Regions from separate parts of the Mus musculus genome. Here region 1 is linked to region 2. Evidence: chromatin contacts called from public promoter capture Hi-C data. All regions are on one chromosome and are shown on one strand. Each heading gives the region's core, a stretch centred on a gene start, on an enhancer-like site or on the middle of the called end of the contact. The rest is flanking DNA. Distances are from core to core; before and after follow the strand shown. Region 1 holds the start of Dmac2l (distal membrane arm assembly complex 2 like). Region 2 holds the start of Klhl28 (kelch-like 28).

Region 1 (3,852 bases), core at 1,324-3,823, 4.8 Mb before region 2:
TTATGGTTTAACAGTGATGTGCTTGGCTGGAGTTGACATGAGGTCAATTGTGTTAGTTTTGGTCAAATTGACAATAGCTAGACTCATCTGGGAAGAGGGACTTTTGATTGAGAAAACTCTTACGTATGACAGGTAAAAGATTTGTGGGGCATTTTCTTGGTTGATGACTCAGTGTGGAAGGGCTAAGCTCACTGTGGGTGGTGCCATCCCTGGGCAAGTGGTCTTGAGGTACACAAGAAAACAAACTGGGGAAGCAGTAAGCAACACTCTTCCATGGCCTCTACTTCAGTTTCTGCTCGAACTTTCCTTCACAATGGACTATAAGCTGTAAGACGAAATAAATCCTTTCCTTCTGAGTTGCTTTTGGTCATGATATTTATCACATCAAAAGCAAACTAGGACACTGGGGTCTTTATTATTTCTCACAACTGCATGAGAACCCACAATTACTGTAACACACTGAATTTAAGATACAATCATCCATGCTGTTTGTTTGTGATGGAATGAATAAACAGGGAACATTGTTTCTTCCCCACCAATGAAACAAAACATGTAGTACTACTCATGAAATCAATCAATCAAGCATAATAAAAAGCTAATGCTTTGCCAAGCTCTTCTCATACACACACTATTATCTGCTCAGGGGCACTTCAGACAGAAAATTGTCTGAGGTGGAGATGATAGGTTGAACCTGAGCCACCTACTGGCTGGAACCAACATTCAAACCAGCGAGTCCTTCCTTCCAGCGACAGTCTGTCCTGTTAAGCTGGTCTAACCCTAAAGATGAAGGACTACCATCAAGCACCGAATGGGAATTACATTGGTATGGTGACAAAGAACCACAAAGTTTTACAGTTATAAGGTCTTTTAAGTGACTGCATAGCTCTCATTTTTACAGTGGAGGAAACACAAGTGCCCTCCCCTGTGAGTGGCTATCTGGAGGCATGGACATTTAAAGCTCTCTCTTAGTCTAGTGATTAAGGAAAGGTTGAGCCAGGAAGTCTGCATGGGACTGACCTAGGCACATATGTTATACTTGTGTAGCTTGGTTTTCTTTTTTTTTTTTTTTTGTTTTTTTTTTTTTTAAGATTTATTTATTTATTTATTTATTTATTATATGTAAGTACACTGTAGCTGTCTTCAGACACTCCAGAAGAGGGGAGTCAGATCTCGTTATGGATGGTTGTGAGCCACCATGTGGTTGCTGGGATTTGAACTCAGGACCTTCGGAAGAGCAGTCGGGTGCTCTTACCCACTGAGCCATCTCACCAGCCCGTAGCTTGGTTTTCAAGTGGGATAAGCAGGAGCCCGCCTTTGGGACCCTTTTCTCCTACTGGGCTGCCCTGTCTAGCTTCAAGAGGAGAGAATGTGTCTAGTCTTATGCAACGTCACATACAGTGGCTGGTTGATATCCATAGGAGGCTGCCCCTTTTCCTAAGTGGGTGGGTGGGGGTGGGGTCGATAGTGAGAAGAAGGCTACAGCGCTTTGGATGCCTGCTTTTAAAAATTTGGCAAGAATTTGAGGTTGGGCCAGGACTGGGAAGTAGGCTCAAGATGAACACAGCTGAGGACAGAGTTATTTTGTATTTTGATGGGTCTTGATAAGACTCTGAATACAACTATCATGGCACCTTTGTTTAGGCTTTGTTCCTTAACTCTGTTTATGACTTAGGACTGACCTTATTCTTTGCATGTACTTAGAATTGTATAAAAGCAGACTGACTGGAGGAAAAATAACCTTGCTTCAACCTCAGAACGGGCTAGGGTTATGTTAATAGTACTGTCTAATTGTCTTTTTCTTTTCAATTTTTTCATCCCTCCCTGGAGAACCTGTTGACTGAGCTGGCTTAGTCAGGAAGGCCTGAGAGAAGGAAGGGGAAGCTGGGGCAGAGATGTAAATTAATAAAGAAAAGTTTGGGGCTAGAGAGATGGCTCTATGGTTAAGACTGTTAACTGGTCTTACCTGAGGGCCTAGATTCCCAGCACCCACATGGCAGCTCAGAATTTCCAGTTCCAGGCGATCCTGTACTCCCCTTTCTGGTCTCACAAACTCCTGCACATACCTGTTGCAATAAGCTCGCATAGGCACATATACAAGTCAATAATAGAAACCAAAAAAACAACACTAAATGACGACAGAGACCGAGCCGTCTACTTTCATCCAGCGCCTAGCTCAGCGCCCGATATTTACAAGCTGAGTCAGTGGTTGAATGAACAACCAACCAGGAGCCCCATGAAGGGCCCAGAAACCTGCGGGCAATCAGCAGGGTAGTGACAGGGAGCGGCAGGAGGTGGCTTAGTCCCCAGCTCCCGGGCCACAGCGTCGCCAACCGACCAGGAGGCGTGGCCGAAGGAGAGGCCGCAGGAGCCAGGGGTCACCCCGACATGCCCAGCCTTCTCTGGCGGAACAGCGCCGGCGTCCAGTCAAGCCTGTGCGGGCGGAGGTCCCGGAGAGTGGAACCACCACCCGGTCCCCGCCTTCGCCCTAGCTCCTCTTACTCACGGCGTGCTGCGTCCCTGCGCCTGGCCGGCCCTTCGCCCTCGGTCTTTTCCTTCCACGGCGCTCGCTCATTGGCCAGCGGAGACCACGCCCACGTCAGGCAAACGCGCGTGTTTCATTGGCTCTCGTCTGGGGGCGGGGCTGGAGAGCGGCGCGCTTCACCCTTAGAGTCCGTTCAGGTTGCGGGTGCTGGGGTGGAGGGAGGGGAGGTGGCGCAGGCCATGTGGCCGACCCTGCGCTACGTAGGCGGTGTCTGCGGACTGGCCCGGTACTGCGTGGCTGGGGGCTTCCTCCGCGCAAGTGGACCGGCGTCCGGGGTGCCCGGGCTACTGTGCGGGGGTGGCCGCAGAAGCTCCAGCACCAGGTAAGTGAGAGGCGGCGGCCTGCACTTGCTGTTCCGCTCAGGGATCTCCAACTGAACCTGTCTGTGTCCCCCGACTCGATGTCTCTGTCCCCGGCGAGGAAGTCCTGATTCTGTGGTCCAGCCTCGAATCCCAGGAGCTGCTGACCCGCAGGGTTCGTCCACTGCGTTTGTGCGCCATAGGAAAGGCAGTGTTGAGTTGAGGTCCGGAGCTAATCTGGCTCCGAATACACAACTCCTCTCCATTTCTTAACCACTCTAAAGGGTGACTGGTGACTAGGATCCTAGTCTGGCCCCTAGGTGGTCACTTTGAAGATTAAAAGACCTAGCACACTGCCAATAAGTATGCAGCTTCTTAACTATCATCCCCTGTGTTGCTTGGAAAATCCAGAACTTGGCTTCTGTGGGTCAGTTCCTTGCACACACTAGAGTTGTCCTCACTAGAAGCAACTCAGTTGCCTACTGTGAGCTGCCTAGGAAAGCTGGCAAATACAGTGTTCGGTGTGAAAGCTTTAAGGGCGGGGTGGAGGGGTGGGGGTGGGGGAGCTTTTGATTGTTTGAGACAAGGTAGACCATGCGAATGGATTTAGTGGCAGACCGAGGTGTGGCACGACCCTGGAGAGGGGCAGTGTTTTTGTTTAAGACGCGTTTAAAGCATGTTAAACGGTACTGGTTTGTTTTCCTTTGGCTGTCCTATGACTCCGGTGTAGATCAGGCTGGCCTCTAATGCCTCAAGCTATCAACCTGCCACTCCTTTCCTAGTGCAGGAATTAAAGGCACGTGCCACCCAACCTGCGCCACCTTAACTTTTGAGACTGGATCTCTCCCAATTTCTCTCCCTCTCCCTGTCCCCCTCCCTTTTTCCCTCCCCCTCCGTGTGTGTGTGTGTGTGTGTGTGTGTGTGTGTGTGTTTCTATCTGTCACTTGCTTTTTCCACATGGGGTCTCTCTTTGTATCCTGGCTATCTTGTTGACCAGGCTGTCCTTGAACT
Region 2 (3,744 bases), core at 517-3,016:
ACTTTCACAGAAGCCGCTATAACTGGTCCCAAGAACTGTTGCACCTGCTCTCCCAGGCGAATGACCAGCAAATGGAGAACTTGAAGTGTGCCATGGACCACTTTGAAATTGGAATCGTCTAGCAAGTTATACAATAAGCTAATGAAACCAACGAGACTAGCATGAGGGGTCGAACTTGGGTTAAATTTTCCCAGCAACTGCTTTAGTTCTTCAACAGCCTGAGTCCTGTTTTTATAATCTTCCTGATCCAACAGTCTTGCATGGAGTTCCTGGGGAATAATCTCAAATTTAAGATTGCTACTGGAAAGATTCACTACACACGGGGCAGCATCTTCAGAAAACCCGGAGGCTTCTAGCTCCAAATAATAAGGAACCTGACTTCCATACTGGGACTCCAGGCGGCGATTGTAGTGCCTCCTCAGTGCAGAAGGCAAACGCGAGATGTAGGAGTGAAACCTCTCTTGACCAAGTCGTTCTCCAATTTGTTGAAGTGAAGAGAAGGCTGTCTCGGATTCTTCTTCCATCTCCTGATCGCCAAGCTTTCGGGCCAGAGATATTATTACTTCAGTGAGATCCAAACCCTGCAACAAATCCTCAGGAGTGAACAAGATAGGGAGCAACAGCGCAGTGGAAGCTCTAAGCCGGGCATCTGGACTTTCCAGGCCTTGGATGAGAGTTCGCAGGACCTGCCCAGAACTACGCCTAAGACAAATATGCAGGATCTGCAGCGCATCTTTCCGTAGGGCAGGGTTATCTTCTCGTAACGAGACAACGAGCTGAGGCAAAAGCGCTAAACTGAAGGCCTCTTCCAGCTGACCCGCCTCGCCCTGACCCCGAAGAACGTCCGAGAGAAGCTGCAAGCAGAGCCTCTTCTCCTCACTGCCGCCTTCCACAAGCACTCGGCCCAGCGCCCGATATAAGGCTTCCTTGCGGCGGGGAAAGCCAAGCCGGCCGCCTCGCCGCGGCAAGGCAGCCTGCAAAGCCTGGAACGCCTCGGAAGGATCCGGTGCGGTGCGCAGGAGTTGAAGAAGCCGAGTCTCCTCCTCATCTCCGCCCGAGAGCCCACTTCCAGGCCCGGACCAGCTAGTTGAAACAGCCTCCGCCGGTAACAGGAGGGTCGAGGCCAGAGGCGACGGCGTCGCGGGGCAGGAGCCATGATCCCCGGCAGCCCCACGGCAGTAATAGTTTTTCTCGCCTCTCATGGTGCCCCCGGATCGACGACCATCAGTCCCTGGGGCGTAAGGACGACAGCGGCTCAGGAGGCGATAGGAACCAGGGGTCGCAGGAGGCGGCAGCGGGAGCAGCTCGGAAGGCGCGGCCGCCATGGAGGGTCGTCAGGTAGCGAGAGCTGGAGGGAACCATTGCCGTCTTGGGAGGGCTGGATGAAGCCCAGCCTTCCAGTTCCTCTCCAAGCCCCGAGCTGCAGAGGAAGAGAAGGAACGGCTCCGGTCAGCTGCCAGGCCGCTCGGGCCTTCCACTCCCGGAGCCAGCCTCCGGCAAAATGGCCCCCGCTGAGCCTGGGACCCCACAGGCGCCACCCGGCGTAACCAGGGCCACCACGTGACCAAACCGAGCGCTTCCATGGTGATGCACCCAGAGCGGACCTCTTGACCCGGAAACCAATCTGCCGCGGTGGATGCTGGGTTATGTAGTCCATGTAAGGACTTAAAGCATAGGCCGAAGATTCCTGGAAGAGGAAGTCTGAACGTAGCCAGAATGAAGAGGCGGGGTCAAGGCCTTAGACGGAAATGACGCTCCCTTGTCCGGGGCGGAAGTTTTCCACCCCACCCATAAGAGTTGAGGTTTGACGGGAGCAAGAGAGGATCCCATCCCGGGTTCCAGTTTTCCGTGGCTCCTCCTCCTGTTGCTGCAGGTGTTATTCCTGGGACTCAGGTATTTTCCTTTTGCTATTATACAGTGGTGCAGGCTTTGGTGGTGTGTTCCCCGAGTGCCCCAGGAGCCAGAATGCGAGGCAAAGAACTGGACCAGAGCAGGCAGAGAGAGACGACATGTTCTGCACAGTGCTGGTTACCATTGTAAACGTTCTACTCACTGCTGTCCAAAATAAGATTCTTTCTACCTGCAGCCTGCTTAGTAGTACAGGAGAACCTAACCGAGGCCAAGCACACAGAGTACTTTTTTAAAAAAGACTTTCTTGTCGTTGGGGACCTTCCTCGCCCCGCCCTCTTCTCCCTTGCCTCCTTTTCCTCTCTTCACCCGCTGGCTATGGAGTGTTAAAGGCTTCTGTCCCTTTTCATTGTCCGCATCACCAAGTTTTCTTATAGATAGGTAGAATCAGTGTTTTCCCCTTTGCATTAAACGGAGTGCTTAAAGCCTTTATCTTTTAACTCCTCTGTGGGACTTTTCCTTTCGCCCCACCTCCACCTTTCCCATCTCCCCTAGGATACTCCAGAGTCTCTGCAGTCTTTCAGTCTCCTGGAGACGGAGATCGCTAGACAATTTCAGTTGTGGTGCAAGTTCTTAGCATTACAGTCCTAAGAGAATTCTGCACAGAGGATTTAGGTTGATAGACATTATTTTAAGCAAAATGAGAATTTGATAGCTGATGAGTGTTTTTTTTTTTTTTGTAAAAGAAACTATAAATAGACTCAGTTCAACTAAGAGTATCTCCTATACGGCCACACCCCTTTGGGGCATGAAAGAGCAACTTTTTTGTGTGTCTGTATTTGAAACATTAATGCTGAATTACTGTATAGCCCAAGCTGGTCTTGAAGTCTTGACCCTCCTATCAGTCTTCTGATTGTTGAGATTACCAGTGTGCACTGTCAAACCAAGCTTGAAAACAGATTTGTTGTTGTTCGGCAGACTTTTAAAAGAAATAATACAATTACTTTTCAGTGAGAAAAGACTGAGTTATAATTTGAAGTTCCAAGCTTATATTCTTCAAATGCAAAAGTATTTCTGTCCCTCTTTGTATTAAATGGATATCTCTCAATTTTTATTTTATTTTATTTTATTATTTTGAGACTGGGTTTTCCTGTCTAGTCCTAGTTGTTCTGAACTCCCTGTGTAGACCAGGCTGGCCTCCAACTTAGAGATCTGCCTGCCTCTGCCTCCCAAGTGTTGGGATTAAAGCCCTGTGCCACCATACCCAGCTATATTATTTTTTGAAATCTTGAAATAATTGAGTCACATGTATCAAAGTGCTTTATAACAATAATTAATACTCCTGGTGATGCAAGTTGAAATTGTATTTATTAGTTTTTATTATAACATAATTAAAATGTTCTTAATTTTTTATTTTGGAAAAAGTATTAATATAAATGAGGCTGTATAACCATGTATCCTGTGCTTTGGTTTAAAGCTTTGGTGGGTTTCTTCACTTTCTTTTATCTTCTGTTTTGTGGTTTGCTGCTGCTGTTCTGTGTTATTTCACTGTCCTGAACACTGAACCGAGGGGCTTTGTTCATGCTGGGAAGTGTTCTGCCACTGAGTGTCGTCCACAGCCTTCATTCATCATTTGGATGTATAAGTAGATCTGCCTGAGTTTGGTTTAACACATGTATTTTAGTAGAAAAACAATAACAGACGTGCTGCTGTCCCCACCCATTTTCTATTTTTAGAGAGAGTAAGGATGGAAATGAAAACCAAGAGATGATTATAATGCTGGTCAGTGAAAAAGAATGAGTACCGGATGGCTGGGTGTAGGTCTTAGAGAGCACTTGCCTAACATGTGCAAGGTTCTGAATTACACCTACACTATTATGGGAGCTTGGAGGGACA

Evidence for each region. Promoter capture Hi-C pulls out the DNA fragments that hold promoters and counts their contacts.
Region 1: a promoter capture Hi-C map of pre-B cells shows a contact between it and region 2. The contact joins the promoter of Dmac2l here to the promoter of Klhl28 in region 2. A contact is called at or near these places in 2 of 39 promoter capture datasets (cranial neural crest and pre-B cells).

Annotation. Positions count from the first base shown.
Region 1 is chr12:69,723,666-69,727,517 of GRCm38.p6, reverse strand. It overlaps Dmac2l (distal membrane arm assembly complex 2 like), which reads right to left and starts at 2,573. Exons shown (of 5, transcript NM_026536.2): 1 at 2,504-2,573. It overlaps L2hgdh (L-2-hydroxyglutarate dehydrogenase), which reads left to right and starts at 2,644. Exons shown (of 10, transcript NM_145443.2): 1 at 2,644-2,864. The coding sequence starts at 2,722.
Region 2 is chr12:64,963,558-64,967,301 of GRCm38.p6, reverse strand. It overlaps Klhl28 (kelch-like 28), which reads left to right and starts at 1,766. Exons shown (of 5, transcript NM_025707.3): 1 at 1,766-1,893. Togaram1 (TOG array regulator of axonemal microtubules 1) reads right to left here and starts at 1,560. Exons shown (of 20, transcript NM_177805.3): 1 at 1-1,560. The coding sequence starts at 1,325.